2 separate regions of the Mus musculus genome follow, and region 1 is linked to region 2. A link is a contact called in public HiChIP or PLAC-seq data. All regions are on one chromosome and are shown on one strand. The core of a region is the stretch at or near the end of the contact, and the rest is flanking DNA. Distances in the headings are between cores, read along the strand shown. Region 1 has its middle 68 kb from the start of 4930511E03Rik. Region 2 overlaps Lrig1 (leucine-rich repeats and immunoglobulin-like domains 1).

Region 1 (2,700 bases), core at 94-2,593, 240 kb before region 2:
AATGAACTTAACTCGGTTTGCAGTGTCTGTGAGATACCCAGGCAAAGCCATAGGCAATAGTCAAGAAAACAAAGGTCATCAAGACAAGAAGCTAAGCACAAAAAGAAGAGGACAACATAACAGAAATCGCTCCTTTTAATAAACCAAACAATAACTGTGAACCGCTCATCAGAAAAGCTCTCCCATAAATATCAACAATTCTGCAGGCCCCGTGAAGTCACACAGAGAACCAATGTAACTTCCCGTGCTCGCCCCCAAGGAAGGAAAACTGGACACATCTGCAGGTTTAGACTCAGCCCCCAGGACAAGCAAGTCTACAGGGCTCACTCCTGGCTGACTCACCTTCTATCATCTACAACAGCCAAGAGTCTCCCTCCTTGTTGCTGGCAGGTAGATCTGTGCGACCAAGACAATGCAAGGCAAATCTAAGGATGGATTTTTTTTAACAAGCTTTTCTGGTAACTTCTTTTTCAAAGTTGTCTTCATGAGAAAAATATCAAATGAGCCTTCTAAGCATGAGAGAGAGAGAGAGAGAGAGAGAGAGAGAGAGAGAGAGAGAGAGAGAGAGATCTTCACATGTGCCCCCAAAGGCCCATTCAAGCTGTAATTAAAATGATGGGAACCAAGAAACTTTATCTTCTCCCCTAATCTAACCTCAGAGGCTTGTGTCTCAGACACACCTTATATTTCATTGTGTTAAATCTGTGTGAAAAAGTTCTGTTCCTAAATTAGTTCTGCCAGGTGTTCCTAGAAAATACTTTCCACATGACAGCAGCTCTTGTCACTCTCCTGCTGGAGGATGAAACATGAAAAAAATAGTGTTATATGGCCCTAACTTTGTCTAGGGACTCGTTTGGTTTCCTGTCTCCAGTGACATCATTTTAAACATTTGGTTTTCTCCAAATGGCCGGTGTGTGCTATAGAACCTATTTGCTACGGGTCTTGGCGTGTGACTGTGGAAATATTAAATCATTCCACATGCGTTTGTGTGTGTGTGTTTGCTTCTCCAGGTAGGTTTTGGGCTTTACTTGTGAATTGTGAGTCTGTCTCCCCCTCCCCCTCCCCCTCCTTCCCCTCCCCTCCCCCTCCCCCTCTTCCTCCTCCCCCTCGTCTTCCCCCTCCTCCTCCTCTTTTCTCCATTTTCCTTAGGAATGCTTTGGTGTGGTGCTCACTGAGAACCAGTCACCCCTAACTGATCAGTTCTCTAATCTCAAAGATACACACTGTGACACCATGCATGTGCTGTGCATAGAAGGAAGTGCTTCCGGGTTGCTCTGCCTATAATCCTATCTGTGAGCACCATTGCCCCTTATGATTCGGGAAAACAGGTCAGGGAGCATGTAGCAGTGCTGGATAGCAGAACCTAGCTCTCTGGCTCGAGTTCGCTCACACTGCCTGTGGGACTGGCTTCCAGTCCTTTCAACTAGCAATTTCTGTGGTGCCGTTGCCTGGCAAGCGTGGAAATTGTGCTCCTCAGCCTGGTGATCAGGTATTTCTCACAGGAGCCACTGAGTTAGGAGCTTGCTGGAAGGCCTAGCAAGTGTGCCACAGACTCACAGGCTTTGAATCCCCCGTTCCCTTCCCTTTCTTCACTTCTAGAAAGTCTTGTCTCTATTATCTCTGACTACCACAATATGGGTATCTCACTGCTGCACCCAGGCCGATCATGTTTTGTAGCAATTTGTTAGTCGTTCCAACATCCTAAACCTACTCACTCCTCAAAACTGAAGCCACACTCTAGCGATAAACCTAGCTCACACAGCAGAATCACCCTGCTGCACCCCCCATCTCCCCAACCACCCTTCCCCCTACTTCACCCCACCCCAACCCCACTTATCAGTTGATACACACAGTGGATTGTCTCTCTCCTACAGAATATTAGATGATCTGAAAATCTAGGGATGGCAGGAATCTTCTCCCATGAACACAGAACAGCTCCTCTAAGAGCCCCAGCCTCCTGCCTCCACACCAAGGATTCACATTACTTGAACATCATCTATGTAGTGCTATATGTTTGGATACAATTGCAAAACCTTGAGTGTGGACAATTGTAAAATTCACTCTGCTTTCTAGAACATTCCCTAACATCCTTGGACGTGATACCCAGAGTTAAGTTGCTAGCCTCATGTGACACCATGATCTGGCCTAATGTCAAAACACAGTAACTCTGTTTAAAGGAGAAGAGAATTTGGATTACAGTCCTTTTATGACTTGGTTTAAGAACTGTTTATAGTTCTAGTCTCAAGCGTGTGCCAAATTGTGATGGCTGTGGGCAGCATGGCAGGATGGTAGTATCATTTCTCAGTCCCACCTCCTCAGGGCTGTGGGCAGCATGGCAGGATGGTAGTATCATTTCTCAGTCCCACCTCCTCAGAGCTGGAAAGATGCTTTGAGCTTTGTTCCTGCATGGGCCTGAAGCAGTGCTATTTTGCAAACTAGTGACTGTTCTGCAAGGATCAACATACTTGTGTCACCTCTAGATCCTGTTCCTTCCCTATTTAAATTTATTGTTTTCCCATTCTGGTATCCTCATCTCTACTGAGCCTGGTGTGGTATATACAAAACAAGCCAGACATGAACGATCTCCCTGGCAGAGCATATTCCCGGCTGAGGGACAAGATAATACATGGCAAAAGATAGAAGTGAGAATATGGTTCAGGAAGGCTTCAGAACAGAGAAGCTGAAAGAGAAGAGGAGGGG
Region 2 (2,700 bases), core at 78-2,577:
TGTGTGATCTCCATGCTTGTCCTTTGCTCTAGAGCCAGGAGGCAGGGCCAGCGAGCGACCAAGAAGAAACGGTGTTGGGGGTGCTTAGCACTCATGGGTCAAAGATGCATGCTTGCTGTAGGAACAAGAAGTGGATCTACCCCAGCTGGTTAGAGGTCAGTCTTGGATTTGCTTTGGAGTCTGGCTCCCTGAGACAGCTTGGTTGTTCCAGTGGCTGGAAATGGTATTCTTACCGCTGAAGCAGGCCTGGTTCCTAAGTGAAGAAGCTGAGAGCTCTGACTCAGTCCTTTGTTCCTGAGAGAAGAGCCAGGCTTGCCTATTTGCATTGAATGTGCAATGGAACAGGAGGGAGCCAGTCAGTCAGTCATTGTTCTCACTTTTTATTTCAAAGCACTTCCTATGAGCTAGATTCACAGATTGCTTCTGAGGATGCAATGTGACTAATAAAACAAGTACTCATTTTATTGAGCAACTGCTAGAACATGTTAGGTCATATCAGCCTGTGGGTTATAGGAACTTCATACTCCACTTTACAAATGCGACTCTTTAAGATTCACACCTGTGAGTGGCACCACTGGGCTGTGAGCTTGAGTGACAGCAGACACAGCACATCTCCAGTAGGGCTCAGACAGATCTTGTGCATGTTCACGTTGATTGTCTTTCAAGGAGAACACAGAGAGGCTCTGAGCTTGGCTGAGTGTTCGGGAAGAGTTACTTGGGGCCCGGGGTGTAGTTGATGGCAAAGATGAAGCCCCAGAGAGAATGTGGTTATATTCTCAGCAGCTGGGCTGCCTTGGACATGACATAGGTGTTTGCATCTGGGCAGGGCTGTCAGAAGACCTGTGCCGTAGCAAACTTCTTCCTGTTGATTCTGCCTGAAGTTCTTTGCTCGAACGATTTCTTTTGCAAGAATGCTGGTGAATCCCATTTGTGTGCTCACCCGTAGCTCTTTTGCATCGAGCTGCATTCCCTCTTGGTGACCTGTATTGCAGCTTGTACCCTTCTAGTGCCTGGAGGCACAGTCGGAAGTAGAGACACGTCTTTCTTCGTGGCAGCATGCCATGGTGGGAAAGAAGATGGTGAACTAGATAAATATGCACCCAGGATAGCAGACAGCAGTTGGAGTATAGACAGGGCAGGTGACGGGGTGGGGGGGGGGAGGTGGTGGTGGTGGTGGTGTATGTGGGTGTGTGATTTCAGAAAGGGTAGCCAGGAAAACCTCACTAGCAGGGAGTAGGGGATGAGACGCACGGCTCTGTGGAGTGTCCCAGGCAGTAGAAGCTGGAGGTACAAAGGCTGGTGGCTTCCCCAGCGAGGACAGATATGGGACAGAGCATCTGAAGTTGAAGATTAGGAGCTTAGGCAGGTCTGGCACAGACACTGTGCCTAGAGGCCTGAGGTGACAGGTGGGCTACAGTTAGGGTGGAGTTGATTTCAGGAGAGGTGTGGCAGGAACCAAGGACTCCGTTCCTTTTGACTTTTAATTTTTTTTTTTTAACTGAAGTTAAAATAGACATGAAAATGAAGCAGGAAGTTCAGTAGGTTTTTGAGTTTGTTGTTGTGCAGCCTTCCTCAAGGGGCTTCCTGACCTGCAATACTAAAACTCCATGTCCACTGCCAAGCAATCTTTATTTTTATTTATTTATTTATTTATTTATTTATTTATTTATTTATTAAAAGCCCCTGATTTTGCAACCACTTTTATATTTTACTTTTTGGTGCCTGCCCACCCTCCTTTCCTTCCTTTTGAAACAGGGACTCATCATATAGCCTAGGGTACCTAGAACTCTCTAGAACTTGCCATCAAACTTGCAATCCTCAGGGCTAGGGTTAGGATTAGATTCTGGCACCCACGTAATGCTAGGCATTCTGAAATGCCCTTAGCTCTAGCGCTGAGAGATCTAATAATACCCTCTTCAAGCCTTCACATGTGCACAGGTTTGCATTACACACACACACACACACACACACACACTCAAAGTAAATCTTTTTAAAAATTTATAATTGTTAGTGCTAAGAATGCTATTTTGTATGTGTTGTACAAAATGATAAAAGTATGGTTAGGGCCATGTACAAACTGTTGGAAATTCTATCCTAATTTAAAAGAGAATTCTTTGAACAATGTGTGTGTGTGTGTGTGTGTGTGTGTGTGTGTGTGTGTGTGTGAAACTGAGATCATCAACTGAAACAGCAATTTTTAAAATGTAATATTTGAATATATTTCAGAGATGAACTAGTATGATCCATGTTCAGCAATGACCGGAAAGTTTAGAAGTCTTTGCTTTTTAGAGTTAAACAATTACCTTTCTATAAGAACAGAGAGCTTGCACAATGGTAGGCATATGGGTGTATAAAATAGGTATACAAAATAAACCTACTGACAACAGGCCATCAATTACTTTGAAACATTTCTTTGGTGTATATACAAATCGTACAGTAAAAGCACTGGCGTTTGTAACTGACAGTCGTTTCAAATGTAAGCTGAGATGTCTTTCTGTAGCGTGCGGACACACACAGCACAGCCATTGGTATTCAGACCCTGGGCTGCAGTAAGTCCACGTGATCCACCATGGGTATGTGCAATTGGGAGCACTAGTGACACCTTCAATTTTGAATTACTATTTTGTCAGTGTACATTCAGAAACCTACTACCGAGTTTTCCCCTCCTCCATGCATCCATTCAGTTATACGATCACACAT

Evidence for each region. HiChIP or PLAC-seq counts read pairs in DNA pulled down with a chosen protein or histone mark.
Region 1: an H3K27ac HiChIP or PLAC-seq map of T-cell acute lymphoblastic leukemia shows a contact between it and region 2, with 4 times the contacts expected there. The contact joins two enhancer-like sites. A contact is called at or near these places in 5 of 484 Hi-C or Micro-C datasets (the G1E-ER4 cell line, adipose-derived mesenchymal stem cells, embryonic stem cells and 2 more), 7 of 115 datasets of contacts at active chromatin or transcription factors (T-cell acute lymphoblastic leukemia, astrocytes, double positive thymocytes and 2 more) and 1 of 9 other capture datasets (embryonic stem cells).

Annotation. Positions count from the first base shown.
Region 1 is chr6:94,874,239-94,876,938 of GRCm38.p6, reverse strand. No RefSeq gene overlaps it. Among named protein-coding and RNA genes, the nearest start is that of 4930511E03Rik, 68 kb to the left of the region's middle. Within about 2 kb of position 1,343, at least 3 of the 459 cell types and tissues checked have an H3K27ac peak or open chromatin away from gene starts, as enhancers often do. A contact at or near this core is called in T-cell acute lymphoblastic leukemia, where this site is marked.
Region 2 is chr6:94,633,173-94,635,872 of GRCm38.p6, reverse strand. All of the region lies in intron 3 of Lrig1 (leucine-rich repeats and immunoglobulin-like domains 1), which reads left to right. Among named protein-coding and RNA genes, the nearest start is that of Mir7041, 28 kb to the right of the region's middle. Within about 2 kb of position 1,327, at least 63 of the 459 cell types and tissues checked have an H3K27ac peak or open chromatin away from gene starts, as enhancers often do. A contact at or near this core is called in T-cell acute lymphoblastic leukemia, where this site is marked.